Linked DNA regions of Sus scrofa: region 1 is linked to region 2. A link is a contact called in public HiChIP or PLAC-seq data. All regions are on one chromosome and are shown on one strand. Each heading gives the region's core, a stretch centred on a gene start, on an enhancer-like site or on the middle of the called end of the contact. The rest is flanking DNA. Distances are from core to core; before and after follow the strand shown.

Evidence for each region. HiChIP or PLAC-seq counts read pairs in DNA pulled down with a chosen protein or histone mark.
Region 1: an H3K27ac HiChIP or PLAC-seq map of alveolar macrophages shows a contact between it and region 2. The contact joins the promoter of FKBP7 here to the promoter of RBM45 in region 2. A contact is called at or near these places in 1 of 47 Hi-C or Micro-C datasets (heart right ventricle) and 2 of 2 datasets of contacts at active chromatin or transcription factors (alveolar macrophages and skeletal muscle).

Annotation. Positions count from the first base shown.
Region 1 is chr15:84,181,446-84,184,800 of Sscrofa11.1, reverse strand. It overlaps FKBP7 (peptidyl-prolyl cis-trans isomerase FKBP7), which reads left to right and starts at 1,931. Exons shown (of 4, transcript XM_005657565.3): 1 at 1,931-2,254; 2 at 3,223-3,355. The coding sequence starts at 2,046.
Region 2 is chr15:83,790,827-83,794,285 of Sscrofa11.1, reverse strand. RBM45 (RNA-binding protein 45) reads right to left here and starts at 1,437. Exons shown (of 7, transcript XM_021074965.1): 1 at 1,003-1,437. The coding sequence starts at 1,302.

The DNA of each region.
Region 1 (3,355 bases), core at 682-3,181, 390 kb before region 2:
CAGACATCCCCCGGCGAGCCCCGGCAGCGGCGGCGGCAAAGTCGCGACCGCGGCCGGCCTCCGGTTCGCCCTTCCGCAGTCCAGCTGCTCCCTCCCGCGCCCCAGCGTTCCCTCCTCCTCGCCGGCCTTTCTTTTCCCCCCAGGGCTCTCCGTTTGTTTTCATTGACCCCGACGTCGTTTTCACTTCCTGGATGAAAGGGGCCGGCTCGTCCCGGGAAACCCCTCCCCGGCGGCGGGGCTGGAGGAGCGGGCGCGGCCTGCTGCCCTGCCGCTGAGCCGGAGGCTGCGCCAGGAGGGCGGGCCGAGGCCTGGACTCCTCCTCACCCTCCGTCAGGCCCGCGGATGGCTGTCCCTGGGCTCCCTCCCGGACCGTCGGCCCTCCGGGGCCTAAACCTCCCAGGCCCAAACCGACGGACTCGAACCCCGCTGCGCGCGCGCAGCCTACCCGAAGACGAGCCCCGGGCGCACACGTCCCGCGGGCGTTACTTAGGCCTCTCAGGTTTTCCTATAACTGACCCTTAGGTCCTCCCAGAGGTTGTTTTTTTCAAACTACTACTTATAATAATAATAAAAGACTTCCTATTTATGTTTCCTTCATATTCTCCTCACATTCGGGGGGGGGGGTCTGAGAAATTATTTCCTAGGCAGGTGGTGTGCCCCTGAGATTCCCCCGGCAAGGAACCGCGAGGGGCCCCAAGGAATTACCACACCGACAATGAATATTAGGTAGCCATAACTTCATTTAAATATAAAACATGGAAGAAAACTTTGGAGTTTATTTTACTCAAAAAATAGGGGCTTTCCTAGCCTTTATAATTTTTAAAATCCTGTTTGGAAAATGATCATCGTCTTATATAAATGACAATTTTCAAATCTATAGATATCGCAGGCTCAGTGCTGCGGCTTTTCTCAGCATCACCAAGGTGGATAACGCCTCCTCTTAAGCAACCTCCCCCAGATAACACCCAATCCAGGCCTTCGCTGAAGTTCTTCTGGTTTGGGTAAAAGCCTTTGGGTATTCACTTGAAAATAAAGTGAATTGGTAGACAGATGGATATGTAATAAATCGAATACTTTTAAACGTTAATGGTAGCATCCAAGTAGTCGAGGTGATGGCATAGTAAAGTTCATTTGTTCTACAGGAAAGTTTTTCATACTAAAATGTTGAAGGTGGGGATGTAAGGCTGGCTTTGTGTCGGACTTGGTCATATCCCTGCTGTGTATTAACTGTTAGGTTGAAACAGAATGCCCAACACTCAAATTACGTCGTGTTCTCGTCTGCGTGATTGTGGATAATTACCCATCTCGCAGAGTTTGTAAGAAAAGCCACCCTGTCAAGAGCTTTTCCCAGACTTCAGTAAGCGCTCAAGTCAAGGGCGACCCCAAGTGTTGAGGGAAGGAAACACAAACCTGCAACAGCTATGGAATTAAGGAGTCGGCTCTTGGAAACGCCTTTAACTGGGCGGGGAGCAAAAGCACTCATATTTACCAGCGTGAGGTATAGCCTGGAACCTCTTAAAAGCACGACTCTGACGTGGAGAAGGCGCTTCAAAAACACCCCAAAAGCAGAATGCCCCCCCCATGCCCACCAGTTCTCTAGGGATATAAGGAGAATCCTTTCACGCCTAGAAATGAAAGTCCTATTCTCCAGCTACAACATCCCACCCTAGTTTTTTTATTTTGTCTTTTGCCGGTTTCAAAAGGTTACGCGAGCGTTACTATGGACCCCTAAGGAAACTGGCTGTGAAATACACGGACTTAGGGAGGAAATAGCGGTGCAAGGGTGCAATGTTGCCTTAGCGACTGAGGACAGCCAACCAGAGGGTGGGGTACCACGGGGACAAGATCCCAAGCCAACCCACAAAAATTCTGCGGCTAGGCGTGCCTCTGGGAAAGGGGGCGGGGCCACGCTTCTACCGGGCCCCTGCCCTTTGTGACGTAGACAATGCCTGCCACGTGGCAATACCTGACTGCGGGGGCTGCCACTGCACGCGAGTGACACGCATCAGGGAACGCGGTGGCCGTCGGGGCCGACTCCAGCGATCATGCATTTTTTATTTAGATTAATCATTTTCTTTTACGTGTGGGGCATTTTTACTGCTCAGGGACAAAAGACAGAGGAGAGCACAGAGGAAGTGAAAATAGAAGTTTTGCATCGTCCAGAAAACTGCTCTAAGACAAGCAGAAAGGGAGACCTGCTAAATGCACATTACGACGGCTTCTTGGCTAAAGACGGCTCGAAATTCTACTGCAGGTAGGAGATGATCCGAACGGCTCCCGCGTCCAGTTGATGCATTAAATCTACCCTCCCTACACCAACCAGAAGCCTAATTTGTTGGTTGGTTTGTTCGTTCTTGTTTTTTAACGGTAAGAGTTGAACCTTTTATTTCTAGGGGGCGGGGGAATCAGATTTGATACAATCGTTCCCTAATAAATAGAATATTATCTTTTAATTGAAAAATGTTAGCCCAAGAAGTTATCAAAAATACGTTACATTCATACACACACACCCTGGACCACCACCACTAACTACTCTTGGAACCTACAGAAGTAAGTTATTGTAAGAATGTTCACACTTCTCTTGGCTGTGGGCTAGAGTCTCTTTACAGAAGATTTCGTAGGGTAGTTTTAAGAAACATTATCCGGGCTTCAGGAGCACAGTATTTACTGTCAAGCCACTTTCCACCTGTATAGAGAAGCCACTACAACAGCGACTTTCCTTGGTGACTTTCCCTATGCCCTTCCCATGCCTCTCATCCCACCACTACTCTGATTTAATCCATGTTTTATTACTCAGACGTAGGATGTCTTTTCTCCTTGTGCGCTACTACCCTATAAAAATAGGATTGGAGACTGTTCTTTCGATTTAGAAGAAAATAGCCCAGAATGGTAAAATATTTGGACAAGCCATGCAGCTAGATAGGGGTAGGAGACCCATTAAAAGGTTAACTGTTGAGTAGTTGTTGTAAAGATAACAATAAAAAAGAAAATGAGATGACTCCTAATGACTAACTTTGGGCAAATTATACCTCTACCTAGCTATTAGGAGGGACGTTTGAGCCAAACACCCCACCAGGGGGTTCAGAAGTAGTCTTAATATAGCGAAAGAGATGGCTAGAGAGGACTCCAGTATTAAATTGGAACTAAATGATCAGCTGTATTTTAAATTTTGATTTTATTTTTCTTGAAACCAACTTACCTAGGTGTTATTTTTAATTATAGTCGGACACAAAATGAAGGCCACCCCAAATGGTTTGTTCTTGGTGTTGGACAAGTTATAAAAGGCCTAGACATTGCCATGATGGATATGTGCCCTGGAGAGAAGCGAAAAGTGATTATACCCCCTTCCTTTGCA
Region 2 (3,459 bases), core at 188-2,687:
AAAGAGAATTATGAGGAAAGTTCCAACAGAATTATAAATACAGCAACTATTTCCACAGGACAGGTGAAAGGTACAATTTAAACTGGGAGATTCTCAGGACTGGGTCCTGAATTGAGCAAGTAAGAAATAGAATCTTGGCAACTACGGACAAAAAAGATGTACTGAGGGCTTACCTTGCGCCAGGCACTGTAGCTAATAGGACAAAGTCAAATAACCCTCAAAATAGCTCTTCCTGCCATGTGTCACTATGTTAATTTTACAGAGAAGTAAGTGTGGAAACGTAATATAAATACCACCAGAATGAATTAAGCGTATTCAAAGAAGCATTTAATAAACATACAATTACACTACGATCACAATGATTTGTCTCTTTTTAAGGCAGTTTACTTTGGTCTGCTTTCAAAGAAAAGTGACATTAACAACCTAGGACACACACACCTTCACAAAAAAGGGTTTATGAAACAATTTTTAAAAATTACAGAAATGTGATAAATGTGTAACAGTAGCAGATTTTATCACCTGCACTTAAATGTTATATACGTGCATACTTTTGCTTGGTACTGGGAAAATGCCTAACACCAGAGGGCCACAGTGTAATGTACTTTTATCAAGTTGTTAAACCCCTACCCACCTGAGGAAAAGCAGTTATCTGTTTTTAGAATGGTAGGCCGGGAGGTCTGAGAGAAGAGGGTCAGAGAAGTCCTTAAAGCAGGCCAGGACCAGAGCTGGGCGGTGGATTAGTAACGGCGGAAGAGGGGCAGGCCCGGCCACTGCAGCTCAGCAGCTCTAGTCATCGGAGATGCCCGGTCACCCGGGGGAGGATGTTCTCTCCGCATTCCCCACCCCCGCATCCCACCGCAGCCTAGAGGGCAGGAGATCCTGGGAAATCTTCTCCCCAACGCCGTCCTCCCTTCCTCCCGCTCAGGAATGTTGGGAGCGGACCGATTAACCCTACCCGACCCTGACACCGCCCCGGGGGCACCCCGACCCGGGCACCCGCACCTTGATGGGCTTGGTGTCGTTGGGGCTGAGGCACTGGCCGTGCATCTCCTCCATGGCCCTGCACGCCTGCGAGCTGCGGGCAAACTTGACGAAGGCGATGCCCTTGGACTCCTTGGTGTGTTTGTCCCGCACCACCCAGATGTCCTGGATCTCCCCGAAGGGCGAGAAGCGCTCCCTCAGCACAGACTCCGGCGTGTACTTGCTGATCACCAGGAAGATGCGGCTGTTGGGCGGCTCGTCCAGGCTGTCCACGCCCGGGCGGAAGCCCCCGCCGCTCGCACAGCTGCCCGCTTCGTCCATGGTGCTCCACCCCAGCGCGGGAGCCAGGCCCGAACCACTCTACTCCACCTCGTTCCGACCCGTGCCGGCCACCGCCTCAGCCACACTCCTAGCGGTTGCCGCTCCAGCGTCCGCTTCCGGAAGACGGAAGAGTCCGGCGCCCGGGCACAGGCGAGCCGCGCAGGGCGCTGGCTTCCGGGGAGCGGCCTGCAGCTCCCCCTGACGGCCTGGAGGAGCCTGATATGCGGTCCGAGCATCCAATCCGAAGACAGAGCGCGCATATTAGGTGTGTGATCCAGGTTCCCTGTTGTTAGAACAGCAATGCCTGGTCCTCCGGCTTCCCCGAAACTGGCTCTGCTCCACCCACAAAGCCCACGAACTCTTCCCCCAAACTTGCTATCTTGGTCTTAAGCTCACTAGAAGACTTCTACAGAACAGAGTTAAAACTGTTTAGTCTGCTGAAAACGAACCTTTAAGACCGATCATCCAACTTCAGGCTCATTTGTTGAGAAAATTGAGATGAAGAATTGGAACCCAAGGAATAGCAAAAGGTAACAGAAATACAAATAACAGAGTCAAAACCAGAAATAACGCCATCTGCTAATCTACTCAACTCCTACGAGCACCCGTGGGTGTTTTGAGATCAGAACTAGGGAAAGTCCTAACGTGCAAGCAAAGTGGAAAATCTGTACTGACATCTAAGGCTTCTTGTTAAAGGGGCCTTGAGGATAGGTCAGCAAAAAACTAGCAGAAATCCAGAAATAAGGAATGAAGTGAAAGGAATAAACAACAACAACAACAAAATGGTCCAGGAAGAGAGCTTCTTAAATGTTCAAGTCTAGAGTGCTAAGACCTGGGTTGCTATGAATGCAAACAGATAAATAATACCACTTATTGCCGGCCAACCATAAGTCAGGCTTTGTGCAAATAATTAGACATACAATAAGGAAACTTAGGGACATGATGCTTACCCTCAGAGAGCGTTTTTTCCTATTGTGGAAGTATTACATGAAAATATATCATGCAAAGTAGTATCAGATTGTGTTAAATGATTTTGCTACTGAATTGTGTGAATTTGAACAAATTACTTCATGTTTCCAACTTGTTTCCTCAACTGTAAAGTAGAAATAGTATTACCTACTAAATAGTGTAGTTGTCAAGTTTAATTAATTCATCAATTCTATTAAGCAAAAAATGTTTTGACCATCTACTCATCTACTGTGTGTTGGGCACTGTGTTATACCCCAATGAGACAGTGCTGAAGAAAATGATCACTCTCCTTCCCTTATGAAGTTAACAGATGGGGTTTGTATAGTTAGGACTACTTGAGATAATACATATAGAGCAAATAGTTTAGGGATCAAATGAGAAAATATGTGTACAGTGCATGATAAAGATTAATTTTCTTATTTCCTTTAATTGTGGTGTCCACTCCCCCACTATTGATATTGTATAGTTGTACAATGGCAGCTAAGAGTTAGGGATTCTGAATTCTCACTCTGGCTTTAGTGCAAAATTGTGACAATTTCTCCTTGCATTTCATTCTGCATCTGTAAAATGATGGCTCTGTTTACCCTGGAGCTTAGCACATTAAGGAAGTAACTTATTTTCTTTCCACTTCTCATTATCTTACTCAAACCAATCAAAGTGAATGAAAACAATGTGGTAATGTAATAATTTTATTGATGTCAGGAAAAGTACAGATTCTAGCAATACTATTTGCACACTACTGCCATCTAGTGGAAAATGTATAATTTTCTTAAACTGAATTTAACTGGGAAATTTCTATTCTTTGTGAAACAAGATTACTCTTTGGTATCCTGAAAATTTTAGAGCAGTTAATTTTATTTTAGAACGGATAAAAAATTGCATGAAACAAAACCAGGATCAGAAATCTTGGAAAATGCCAGCAAAGCGTAATTTCTTTACCATTTAATGATGTGAAATACCACATATTCAAGGAAAATCAGAAAGTTCTTATAAGTTACTAAATTATAGTGCACATACTTTTCCCTTACTTATCTATGTACTTTCAAAAGATTTATTGAGATATAATTCAAATATCATGCAATTCACTTATTTAAAATGTTCAATTAAATGGTTTTTAATATTCACAAAGTTGTGCAACCATCACAGTTGTGGAACATTTTTCATCACTTAATAATGACAGATTTTTCA